Regions from separate parts of the Capra hircus genome. Here region 1 is linked to region 2. Evidence: chromatin contacts called from public Hi-C data. All regions are on one chromosome and are shown on one strand. Each heading gives the region's core, a stretch centred on a gene start, on an enhancer-like site or on the middle of the called end of the contact. The rest is flanking DNA. Distances are from core to core; before and after follow the strand shown. Region 1 has its middle 19 kb from the start of ZNRF3. Region 2 overlaps ZNRF3 (E3 ubiquitin-protein ligase ZNRF3).

The links. Hi-C and Micro-C count contacts between places; a contact is called where the count stands out from the background.
Region 1: a contact with region 2 is called in a Hi-C map of blood, with 4 times the contacts expected there. The contact joins two enhancer-like sites. A contact is called at or near these places in 4 of 5 Hi-C or Micro-C datasets (blood and liver).

Annotation. Positions count from the first base shown.
Region 1 is chr17:3,017,252-3,022,799 of ARS1.2, forward strand. No RefSeq gene overlaps it. Among named protein-coding and RNA genes, the nearest start is that of ZNRF3, 19 kb to the left of the region's middle. Within about 2 kb of position 2,725, at least 3 of the 5 cell types and tissues checked have an H3K27ac peak or open chromatin away from gene starts, as enhancers often do.
Region 2 is chr17:2,866,024-2,871,649 of ARS1.2, forward strand. ZNRF3 (E3 ubiquitin-protein ligase ZNRF3) reads right to left here. Exons shown (of 9, transcript XM_018061043.1): 3 at 1,512-1,586; 4 at 979-1,110. Among named protein-coding and RNA genes, the nearest start is that of C17H22orf31, 21 kb to the left of the region's middle. Within about 2 kb of position 2,983, at least 3 of the 5 cell types and tissues checked have an H3K27ac peak or open chromatin away from gene starts, as enhancers often do.

The DNA.
Region 1 (5,548 bases), core at 1,475-3,974, 150 kb after region 2:
CCTAGGCAAGACTTCAAAGGCCCTTTGTGATCCCGTCCCTGAACATGTCTCCAGCCTCGTCATCTCTACAGCCCCCCTTTCTTGAGTCCCCTGAACCACTTGGAGCTCCCCAGCTTAACATATCTTGCTCTCTCAGGCCTTGAATAAACTAGGAATCGGTTTGGCTCCATATAACAGAAAGCTCAGCTTACAATGGCTTAGCCAAATAGAGGTCTTATTCTTCTCGTGTAACTGGAAGTCCGGAGCTGGGCAACCGCGCACTTGTCTCACGGCTCCACGATGCCAACGGAAACCTCCTTTATTGAAGGACGGTTGGTTTACAATGTTGTGTTAATTTCAGGTGTACAGCAAAGAGATGCCTACATTCCTTCACAGATTCTTTTTAAAACTTTGTACGGATGTTTATTTCTGGCTGTGCTAGGTTTTCATTGCTTCTTGGGCTTTTCTGCAGTTGTGGCAAGTGGGGTCTAGCCTCTAGTTGTGGTGTGCAGGCTTATCATTGCTGTGAATTTTCTTGTAGAGCAGGGCTCTGGGGCCCATGGGCTCCAGTCGCTGTGGTTCCCCAGGGCACAGGCTCAGTAACTGAGACACCTGGGCTTAGTGGCTCCACGGTATGTGGAATCTTCCCAGATCAGGGATAAAACCCATGTCTCCTATATTGGCAGGCGGATTCTTTACCACTGAGCGATCAGGGAAGCCCTTCTTTTTCAGATTCTTTCTTGTAATAGATTGTTACAAGATATTGAATATAGTTCCTTGTGCCATACAGCAGGTCCTTGTTGTTTACCGTAGTGAGTTTCTGTTAATCCCAAACTCCTAATTTATCCCTCCCCCCTTTCCCCTTTGTAACTGTAAGTTTGTTTCCTATGTCTGTGAGTGTTTCTGTTTTGTAAATAAATTCATTTGTATTTAATTTTTAAGATTCCACATATACTTGATATCATGTGATATTTGTCTTTCTCTGACTTATTTTACCTAGTATGATAATCTCTAGGTGCGTCCCTGTAGCTGCAAATGGCTTTTTTTACGGCTGAGTAATATTCCATTGTGTATATGGAACACATCTCCTTTACCCATTCATCTGTCCATGGATACTTCAATTGTTTCCATGTCTTGGCTATTGTAAACAGTGCTGCACTGAACGTTGGGGTGCATGTGTCTTTTTGAATTAGAGTTTTCATCTTTTCCAGATAGATGCCCAGGAGTGGGGTTTCTGGATTTTATGGTAACTCTATTTATAGTTTTCTGAGGAAACTTCATGCTGGTTTTCATAGTGGCTGCACCAACTTACATTCCCACCAACAGTATAGGAGGGTTCCCTTTTCTCACACCCTCTCCAGCATTTAATTAATCAGTTACTTTCAGCTGCACTGGGTCTTTGTTGCAGCATAAAGCTGTAGATCAATTTCGGGGAAGGCTGACAGAGAGTCAAGAGGCCAACTTCAAGCTTTCTGTTCGGGAAGCAAGGAAAGAAGTCCTGTTCCATCAGACTCTGATGCCCTCCCCACATTGCCCGCCTCACCCTCCCATCACCTGCAAGCTTCCACTAATGTTACTTTTGCCCAGAAATTGTTTCCTCCTCTGAATGCCCTCTGAAAGCCAACGGGCTTCCTCTAGTTGTGGCCGACAGAGGCTACTCTCCTGTTGCGGAGCACAGGCTCTAGATGGGGTTTCTCCACATTTCTGACTCCCCAGTAGTAAGTCAGAAATGGTCACAGTCACTTTTCCCTTTATCATGGGATTTGTCACGCAGATGCTTTTAATCTTGATACAGTCAGACTTAACCATCTTTTCCTTAATGGTCTGCAGTTTTTGCATCTTCTTTAAGAGATCCATTTCCATTCTGATGTTCCAAATATGTTTGTTAAAATTTCTGCTAAAATTGTAAGGTTTCACGTTCCACAGTGGGAGCTTTGATGCATCTGAAATTCGTTCATGGTCTGATGGGACAGAATGAGCTGATCCTGTTTCCTTTCCATACAAAGAGTCTGTTGTCCCAACACCATCTCTTCCCTGCCGACCTGCTGGTCTGGTGTCTGGGCTGAGTCAAAGTGGGCCAGTTCCTCAGCCGCAGGGCAGCCCTGGCGGGGCAGTGCCCTCTTGGGCATACAACTTGCAGCCAATGCTTTAGAAGCTGCATCAATGAAGGAGACCCCCCTTTAGGGTTTTTAGAAAAGTTGCTGTTCAAAACTTTAGAAAGTATGGGCAGAGAGTGAAGAGGAGTCCAAGGTCATAGTTACAAATTCAGGCTTTAGAGTCAGACAGACCTAACCTAAGATTCCACTTCCCCTCTCAGATGTGTTATCTCCTCCTTCTTTATGGCTGCCCCTCCCGGGGACCCCCTGATCCAACCACAACATCACCCCCCAGCTCTTCCCTGGCTGCCTAACTCTGCACCCCGTTCCACCCACCAATCACAGACAGCTCAGGTGGGTGCTGGACAAAGAGAGCCCACTCAGAGACTGGGATAGCCAGAGATTCTAGCGCAAGAGATTTATTGAGGAAGGACCCTAGGGAGGAACACTGGGAGGAACTGAAAGAAGCAGGACAGAGCCAGAGAGGAAACTGAGCAGATGCGTGCTTTCAGGAGAGGTCTAACCGCAGCCCGATCCCATAGGGAGCTGGGGGGTATTTATTACACTGCAGAGTCTGTCCTGCCCTGAGGCCAGGGAGCCGGACTTTAAACCCCACCCTGTTAGTCAGTCATTGGCCAAGGGCCACCCGGGCCGTGTGTGTAACCTCCCAGGCATCTCCTGGCAGGGCAGCTCCCGTTAGCTAAGAGAATCCTCCAGAGAAGGATGGAGCCATGAGCTTTTAGCAGCCAACACCCAGAACAGCTGGGAAGTGGGTGTACCAGTGGGCAGGGCACCAATAGTGTCCAGCCAAGAGACCAAATCTCCCTACTTGCTGCAGTTCATCGTAAATTAGAAAGAAATAGTTGAAACAGAGTCTGAGGATGTGATGATGGGAAAGGTTTAGAGAAAATATGTTCTTGGACATGTCTTCACAAAGCTTCGTCAAAGAACGATCTATTTCACTATTTGATGACTGTTATGTAATGTTAGTTTAAATTGCTCTCTGGCTTTATTTTCTTTCTAGTGACAAAATAAATCTAGGTTCATGGTAAATTATTCCTATGTTAAAGTAATTTTATCTTAGCAAGTAATGTCGGATGGAGAAGGAAATGGCAATCCACTCCAGTATTCTTGCCTGGACAGAGGAGCCTGGCGGGCTGCAGTCTATGGGGTCACAACGAGTCTAACGTGACTTATCGACTAAACAACAAGTAATGTCATACATCCTAAAGGAATCAACCTTGAATATTCATTGAAAGCACTGATGCTAAAGCTCCAATACTTTGGCCACCTGATGCAAAGAGCCGACTCATTGGAAAAGACCTTGATGCTGGAAAAGATTGAAGGCAGGAGGAGAAGGCGCTAAAGACCATGAGATGGTTGGATGGCATCACAGACTCAGTGGACGTGAGTTTGAGCAAACTCTGGGAGATGGAGGAGGACGGGGAAGCCTGGTGTGCTGCAGTCCACGGGGTCACAAAGAGTTGGACAATGACTTAGTGACTGAACAAGAACAATGTCATACAACCTCTCCCCACACACCCATCCTGAGAGAACCACGGGTAAGAGTTAGAAGTATTTTATCTCAGCTCATATCTATATGAGTCATCTTTTGGAAAGGTCTAGAAAGCAGAAGAGGTCTCATTAAATCTGGCCCACTGGAAACCTTTAGCAAATATACTTAACAGTAACTTTGAAAGCTTTCTTTCTGAGATGGAGAATGAGATGACAGTGTCTGCTCTCATCACAAATATTTACCGCAGTTCTTTAGGCCATTCGACAGGCAATATTTAAACCATATGGTATGGATACACTGAAGTAAAACTACCAGTATGCAGTAGTCCCCTGATTGTGCGTGCAGAAAGCCCAAATGAATGAAACATTCCAAACTGTAAAATAAAGAAGTTAATTTAGCAAGTTTGCTAGATACAAGGTTGATATAATAGCTGGATTTCTACACAAAAACAATTTCAAAGTGAAATGTGAAAATACACCATGTATAATGGCATCAAAATGAAAATATGTAGCTCAGTTCAGTCGCTCTGTCGTGTCCGACTCTTTGCCACCCCATGGACTGCAGCACACCAGGCTTCCCTGTCCATCACCAGTTCCCAGAGCTGGCTCAAACTCATGTCCTTCAAGTCGGTGATGCTATCCAACCATCTCATCCTCTGTTGTCCCTTCTCCTCCTGCCTTCAATCTTTCCTAGAACTGGGGTCTTTTCCAATGAGTCAGTTCTTCACATCAGGTTCTACACAGTGCCTTTACAAAGACAAAGAATTAACATATACACACTACTATATATAAGATAATGGAGAAGGCAATGGCACCCCACTCCAGTACTCTTGCCTGGAAAATCCTATGGATGGAGGAGCCTGGTGGGCTGCTGTCTATGGGGTCGCACAGAGTCAGGCACGACTGAAGCGACTTAGTAGTAGTAGCAGTAGTATATATAAGATAAACAAGAGGCTACTATACAGGTAGGGATGTCTACTCAATACTCTGTAATAACCTATATGGGAAAAAGAATCTGCAAAAAGGATGGACATATGTATATGTATAACTGAATCACTCCACTGTATACCTGAAACTAATACACTGTAAATCAACTACACCCCAATATAAATTTTTTTTTTTAATTGAAGTTAAACACACACACACAGGGCTTCCTTGGTGGCTCAGTGGTAAAGAATCCACCCTGATCCGGGAAGATCTCACATGCCACAGAGCAACTCAGCCCACGTGCCATGACTATGGAGCCTGTGCTCCAGAGCCGGGAGGCGCAACTGCTGAGTGCGTGCGCCAAAACCACGGAAGCCTGCGCCCCCCAGAGCCTGTGCTCTGCAGCAAGAGAAGCCGCCGCAGTGAGCCCACACACCACAACTAGAGTAGCCCCTGCTTGCTGAGAAGAGCCTGAGAAGCAGGGAAGGCCCAGCACAGCCAAATACATATAGATACAAGAGAAAAAATGTTTATATATAGGAAAAACAGAAAAACAACCCACACGACTAAGAAACATTACTGAGAGGAAGTGAAGGATTTCTGAGACAATGCTCGAGTTCCTCATAGTGAACCTTTTCCTTGAGCCTGTTGGGTGGGTTTGTGGCCCACCTAGGTGATGCTGTCGTTCTATAAGCACTGAACAAATTAATAGCAAAGGCTTACTTGTCAGAAACAGTGGCAGAGACGTGACATGCACACTTTCCTGGGTCTTCAGAACAGTCCTGTCCACTGTTATCTCCACTGCGCAAGAGGGCACTGAGAGTCAGATTGTTCCAGTAACTTGCTCAACGTCACAGACAGCAAACTCTCACCCAAGCCTGTCTGACCTGGGTAACAGTGCTCCGAATCGCCACTGAAATGCTAGAAACTCAGTCTTAAGATTTGTACCGAGGCAGTCATTTTACGTGCAAGGTTGTAGGAACGTTTGTAACGTGAGATTTCAGAAATTCCACAAAATGACCAAGATTGAT
Region 2 (5,626 bases), core at 1,733-4,232:
TGTCATGTTTTGAGGGAACAGTGATTACTAACCATATAATTAATGGTTTACAACAACTCAGAAAATTGTACGCTGCTTCCACAAATATCAGCTTCCACTATAGTGAGTCATATTTACCAAAGCACTCTTTTTTCCCTTTAAAAAGCAGCCAGCAAGTCAGTTCTTCTGCAGACTACCTCTAGTTTTAGTTCCTACCTTTCCCTCATGGCATACAGCCTCCTAAAACCTTACAGCCACCTGACCTGGGACGTGCATTTGGCCCGTCAGAGTGGAGTTTTGCTCACTGAATGCTACGAGCATCTGGGTATTTTTTGCGAAAGGATCCTCCTTTATGTGAATATTCCAATATTTGGGAAGAGGAAATAAAGCATCTATGGAGCACCTGTCCCAGGTTCCTAGAGTCCTGAGCCTGAGGTTGTGCAGAGGATGCCAACAGCGTGGCTTTAACACAACTAAGAGAAGCTTAGAAGACAAAGCTGTTCATTAGCCACCTGGAGGTTATGAGCTCTGACCCCAGTTGAAAGCTTACATTTCCAGATTCTAGTACAGGTTAGGGAGTTTCGGTAATACACTTGCCCCACAGGAAGGAGGAAGCACAGGCTTTATCCTCTTAGTGAAGACCCACAGGAGGAGGGAGACCCAGGAAAAGCAGCTGAGGGTAGGGCGCCCTTCCCTTCAGTCCTTAGTCAGCCTTTCATGGGAAGATGGGACAGAAAAGAAAAGACAGGAAGTCACCCAGAGGGGACGCCGGGTGGAAGAGACACCTGGTCACAAGTCATCTATATCTGGAAATGCTTTTCAGAGGCCCTCAAGTAAAACTGGTAATCTCTCCCTGGCCTCCGGGTTTACATCTGCTATAAACCTGCAGGTCCCTGGGGCGCATCAGCGTTTAGATGGGGAAAAAGCCGGAAGCAAAAAAAAAAAAGGCCGAAGCCAGAAGGGGCAGATGGCGGGGTGGGGCAGGTGGCGGAGGCTCACTCGAGGGGGACGGTGTTGGATCCGCGCGCGCGCCACTTTCTGCTTGTTGACGATGTTCATCAGCTTGATCGCGTCTGCACCCTTCACATACACCACCGGCCTCTTGAGCGGGTCTTCTGAGCCCTGGTTCAGCTAAGCAAGGAGAGAAGGTGCTGCTTAGAAGACGTAATTACTTTCAAGAAGCCAGAGAGAGAGAAAGAAAAGCTGGAGGAAAAGAACACGAAATTCCCTTTTGAAAATCCCCAAACACCAGCATCATAGGCTGGGGGCTCCCAGGCAGATGAAGCTGAGGATGCCCCCTGTTTCAGGATGAAAGGTCTTTGACAATGCCTCCCAGCCCCCAGCTCCCTGGCTCTTAACCCCTCTCGACACACTCGCTTTGGAGGACGACGTGCAAACATGGATCACTAATGAGGGCAGACAAGCACAAGGGCCCCGAAGACCCAGGTGACACGACCGTGAGAAGCCAGGCTAAGTAAGGGAGGTGCTTCTCTCAGGGGCCCTGCAGCCTTGGCCTGGCCCCAGGAGCCTACCTGGTCAATAGCTTCCGGGTTTTCGGACACATCGAAGATGACAGCAGTGGCTCCCCGCTGCACAGCTCGCTTGGCCTAGAAGAGTGAGAAAGAGCCTGTATGGACGTTCCCAAAAAGCTAGCTTTGGAAATCTGACCTGTATTCGAATGCAGAATGTGATGGTCATGAACTTACGTGACTGGGAGAGTTACCAACTTTCCTACGCCTTAACTTAAGTGAAAGTCTCTGTCACATGCCACTCTTGGCGACCCCATAGGCTATACGGTCCGTGGAATTCTCCAGGTCAAAATACTGGAGTGAGTAGCCTTTCCGTTTCCTTTACCAGTGGATCTTCCCGACCCAGGAATCAAACTGGGGTCTCCTGCCTTGCAGCGGATTTTTTACCAACTGAGCTATCAGGGAAGCCCAAGCCTCAACTTGCCTTTTTTTTTTTTTTTTAAAGAAGGGTGTGGGGAGTGGGGTGGGGATGGAGGTGGGTAGGCAACAGTGCCTTGTTCAGTTGAACCTGAGAACTAGATGAGTTAGAAATGGTGAAAATAAATAACTGGGTACTCAATTAACCTCTGTCTCCCTCTTCAGCCTAAGCCTTAACGTCAGACTACAAACTGACAACCTGCCCCGTCAGCATAAAGGTACTGGTTTCAGTAATTTCTGCTGTGAACGCAGGGCCACTGGCAACAAAAGCACATGCCTTTGGTCCTTGTCTTGTGGTCCTCCTTCCTCCCCATGTCGTCCAGCCCTGCAGTTAGAAGAGCCTGTGACTATGTCCAAGGTAATCTCAAAATGGTCCGTTTTAATAACAGACATGAGCTGAAGACCTTTGGAGATGCTGTCGGGTGGGGGGAAAGGCTATGAGAAATAATTGTAAATGGGGATTTAGAGCTGTTGGCTGCCAAACCTGGCCGCACATCAAAAACCACTTGGGGAAGTTTGTCAAGCAGATTTCCTGGCTCAGACCACAGAGCCTGATTCAGCAGGGCTGGAGTGAGGCCCAGGAAACTGAGTTCTGAAAGTTTTCTGAGGATTCAACCATTTGGGGGAACTACTGATCAGACATGAAATGTTTTAGGAACAAATGAGAAGCGGTGGAATTCTGTTTTGGGGGGTGGAAAGGATTCCTTTCCATCCTGGTGAACCTTCTAGTTTCATGTCCAGCTAAGGGAACAACAGGGTAAAGCTGAGGAAGAATCAGACATAATCCTTGCTTTTAAGAACCTGAATCTTGTTAGGGAAGCAAGACTCCTCCAAAGGTGAGGGGTGGGAGAAGGGACCAAAATGAAAACCCAGCCTTCTGTAAGATGGACAAATGATGGCCAATACTCAGAGGTCAAGAAAGCCTCTATGGGCCAGACTGCTTGAGAAAGAACTAAAGCTGAATTCCTTCCGTAGAAATAATCACTACATGGATACAGTATGGGAAAACCACACTGAGCCTTAGGCTGGAATGTGGCTAGGGCAATGCTCCATCAGCCCACCAGAGGGCAGGCTTGCCCCACAGCTGCTACAATAAGGCAGCTCCCTGTACTTGGTACAAGCAGGACAGTGAACCCTTCCGCGGGATACAGCGAAGCCCTCCGCATGTTAACGAGCTCAGGCACCTGAGTGCTGTCCTTGTTCTGCTGAGGACCCCTTCCCGTTGGACTGAGATTCGCTGTACTTGGTCTGCTCTGCTGCTTGCCAGTGCCACCCTGGTTCCCCACTGGGCACGCCCCCATCAGGAGGAGCTCCTGGGTGCTGTCCCTGGCTCTTCCAGACGGGTCACTAAGTCTCTTTCAGTCCCCAGCCTCAGTTTCCCCACCGGTAAAAGGAGGATAGAGCCTGTGTCGTGAGGACTAGTCTCGGCCACTCAGAGGCGGCGGGCTGTCCAGAGGGCTGCAGAAAGAGCTGTGATGTCTGTCACCTGCCTCCAGCGAGAGAGCATGTGATGTCCCTGTGAGAAAGTTTGGAGCCAGATGGTGTCACTTTCCTCCATAAAGCTGTTTAGGGGCACAGACCCCTTTGCCCGAGGTCAGCAGGTCTTCGGGGGTCCCAGTAAGTGGGTGCCAGTCTTCTGCTCAGGGGGTGTGTGAGTCACCCAGTTGTGTCCACCTCTTTGCGACCCCATGGACTGTAGCCCACCAGGCTTCTCTGTCCATGGAATTCTCCAGGCAAGAATACTGGAGTGGGTTGCCATGCCCTTCTCCAGGGAGTCTTCCTGACCCAGGGATCGAACTCCTGCATGGCAGGCAGATTGTTTAACAAGGAAGATCCTCCTGGCCTTGTTCATAAACTGGCTGCCAATGAGGAAATAAACAGGATCTCTCATTCCTTTACTGGCTTTCAGTCCCTGCATATCAGACAGCACCGGAGGGGACTGGGTATGCAGCTCTGTCTTGCTTGGGAGCTTCAGTGGAGGGCGGGCCAGTCTCCTGGTTTCTTTCATGAAAACAGCAGGTCAAGAACATGGAGCTTAAATCCTGTTTATAGCTCAACTGCAGACACAACTAGGTTAATACACAGGGTCCAGGGCACCAATATTTTGTTTGAGAAAACAATCATTCTCACAGTTGGCTTACTTTAAAAATTAGGTTTAATGTAAGCTGCTGTTGAAGTAAGGCTGTATTTGCTGCACACAGGACTGGACACGAGGGGGGTCAGGATTACGTTCAGAACTCACTTGTCAGGAGCAGGCTTGGGATTTAAAATGTTGTTGTTGTTGGGTCTGACTCTTTGTGACCCCATGGACTGTAGCCCACCAGGCTCCTCTGTCCATGGGATTTCCCAGGCAATAGTACTGGAGTGGGTTGCCATTTCCTCCCCCAGGGACTGAACCTGTTTCTCCAGCTTCACAGGCCAATTCTTTACTACTGAGCCACCTGAAAAGCCTGGGTTTAAAAATAGGCCATGGATGATCTACATTTTGAAAATGACACATTGATCATACTATTCCCAAAGCAAATGAAAAAACGTACTTGGTCACACAGTTCCCCCTCCCCCCACATTTTCAGTTTAAACATGGCTGCGGCGTCTTGAACGCTAGATCTTTCGTGTCTTCTGTAGACAGACTTGGGCCGGAGAGATATTTCAACACCTCATCTTTATAAAGTCACACACCCAGTGTCCAAATTTCTCAAACTGAGGCTGTTTCAATGGATGTCTAGGGAAGACGCCTTCTGGTGGACGCTTCTAGTCAGTCATTGTAGCTGAACTTAGCTGGAGAGGGCAGTTGCCCCTGATCTGTGCACAGACTAGATTAAGAAGAGCTTGAGAAGGGTGTGGGCAGCAGAAAGCAGGTGGGAGGACCAGGCCAGGCCTCCCAGAAGCAGCCGGAGGCCTGGCTTACTGATCTCTGCCCACCCTTCCCTGCGCCCCACTCACACGGGCACGTTCCCACCCTCCGGCACGTTCCCACCCTCCATCACTGCCGCTGCTTCCACCAGGCCAGTGCAGGTCGGCCCCAGCCAGCAGGTGACCACAAGCCCCACAGCAGGATGTGGACTAAAAGGTTGTCACGGTTCCTTATTTACCTTTCCAGGCCTGCTAGACCCGAGGCGACAACGTCCACAGCCAGAGACATGTCACGAAAGCGCCAACATCTGCAGACTTATGTCTTGCAGAGTACAAAACGTCAAGCTCTAGAAGACAGGATCTTACGTGACTGGCACTTACTGCAACACAGGACCCCTGTGGTTATTCAATAAACACTTATTCTGAATGAGAGCAAGTTTGCCTGGGACTGTGCTCTCGGGGGCCTGCTCCCTGAGCGTGGACTGTCTTCCCCCACCGGAACTGCTTCTATCGATATGCTCGAGTCTTGAATTTCCGGATTCGTATTGTGCATTCTGCTAATAGTCCCACTACCACCTTGTAGGTGGAGAGGCCCACAACCTAGAGTCTGCTTGGGTTTCGATTGAATTCAGGAATTCCAACCAGGGATGGACCTGGCACTGATCCAGAGTGTGCAGTTACACCCAGACTGGGTTTGGGGCCTGGTCCTACACCACACCGGGGCTTCCCAGGTGGCTCCGTGGTAAAGAATCCGCCTGCCAGTGCAGGAGCCACCGCAGCTGTGGGTTTGACCCCTGGATCAGGAAGATCCCCTGGAGGAGGGCATGGCATCCCACTCCAGTGCTCCT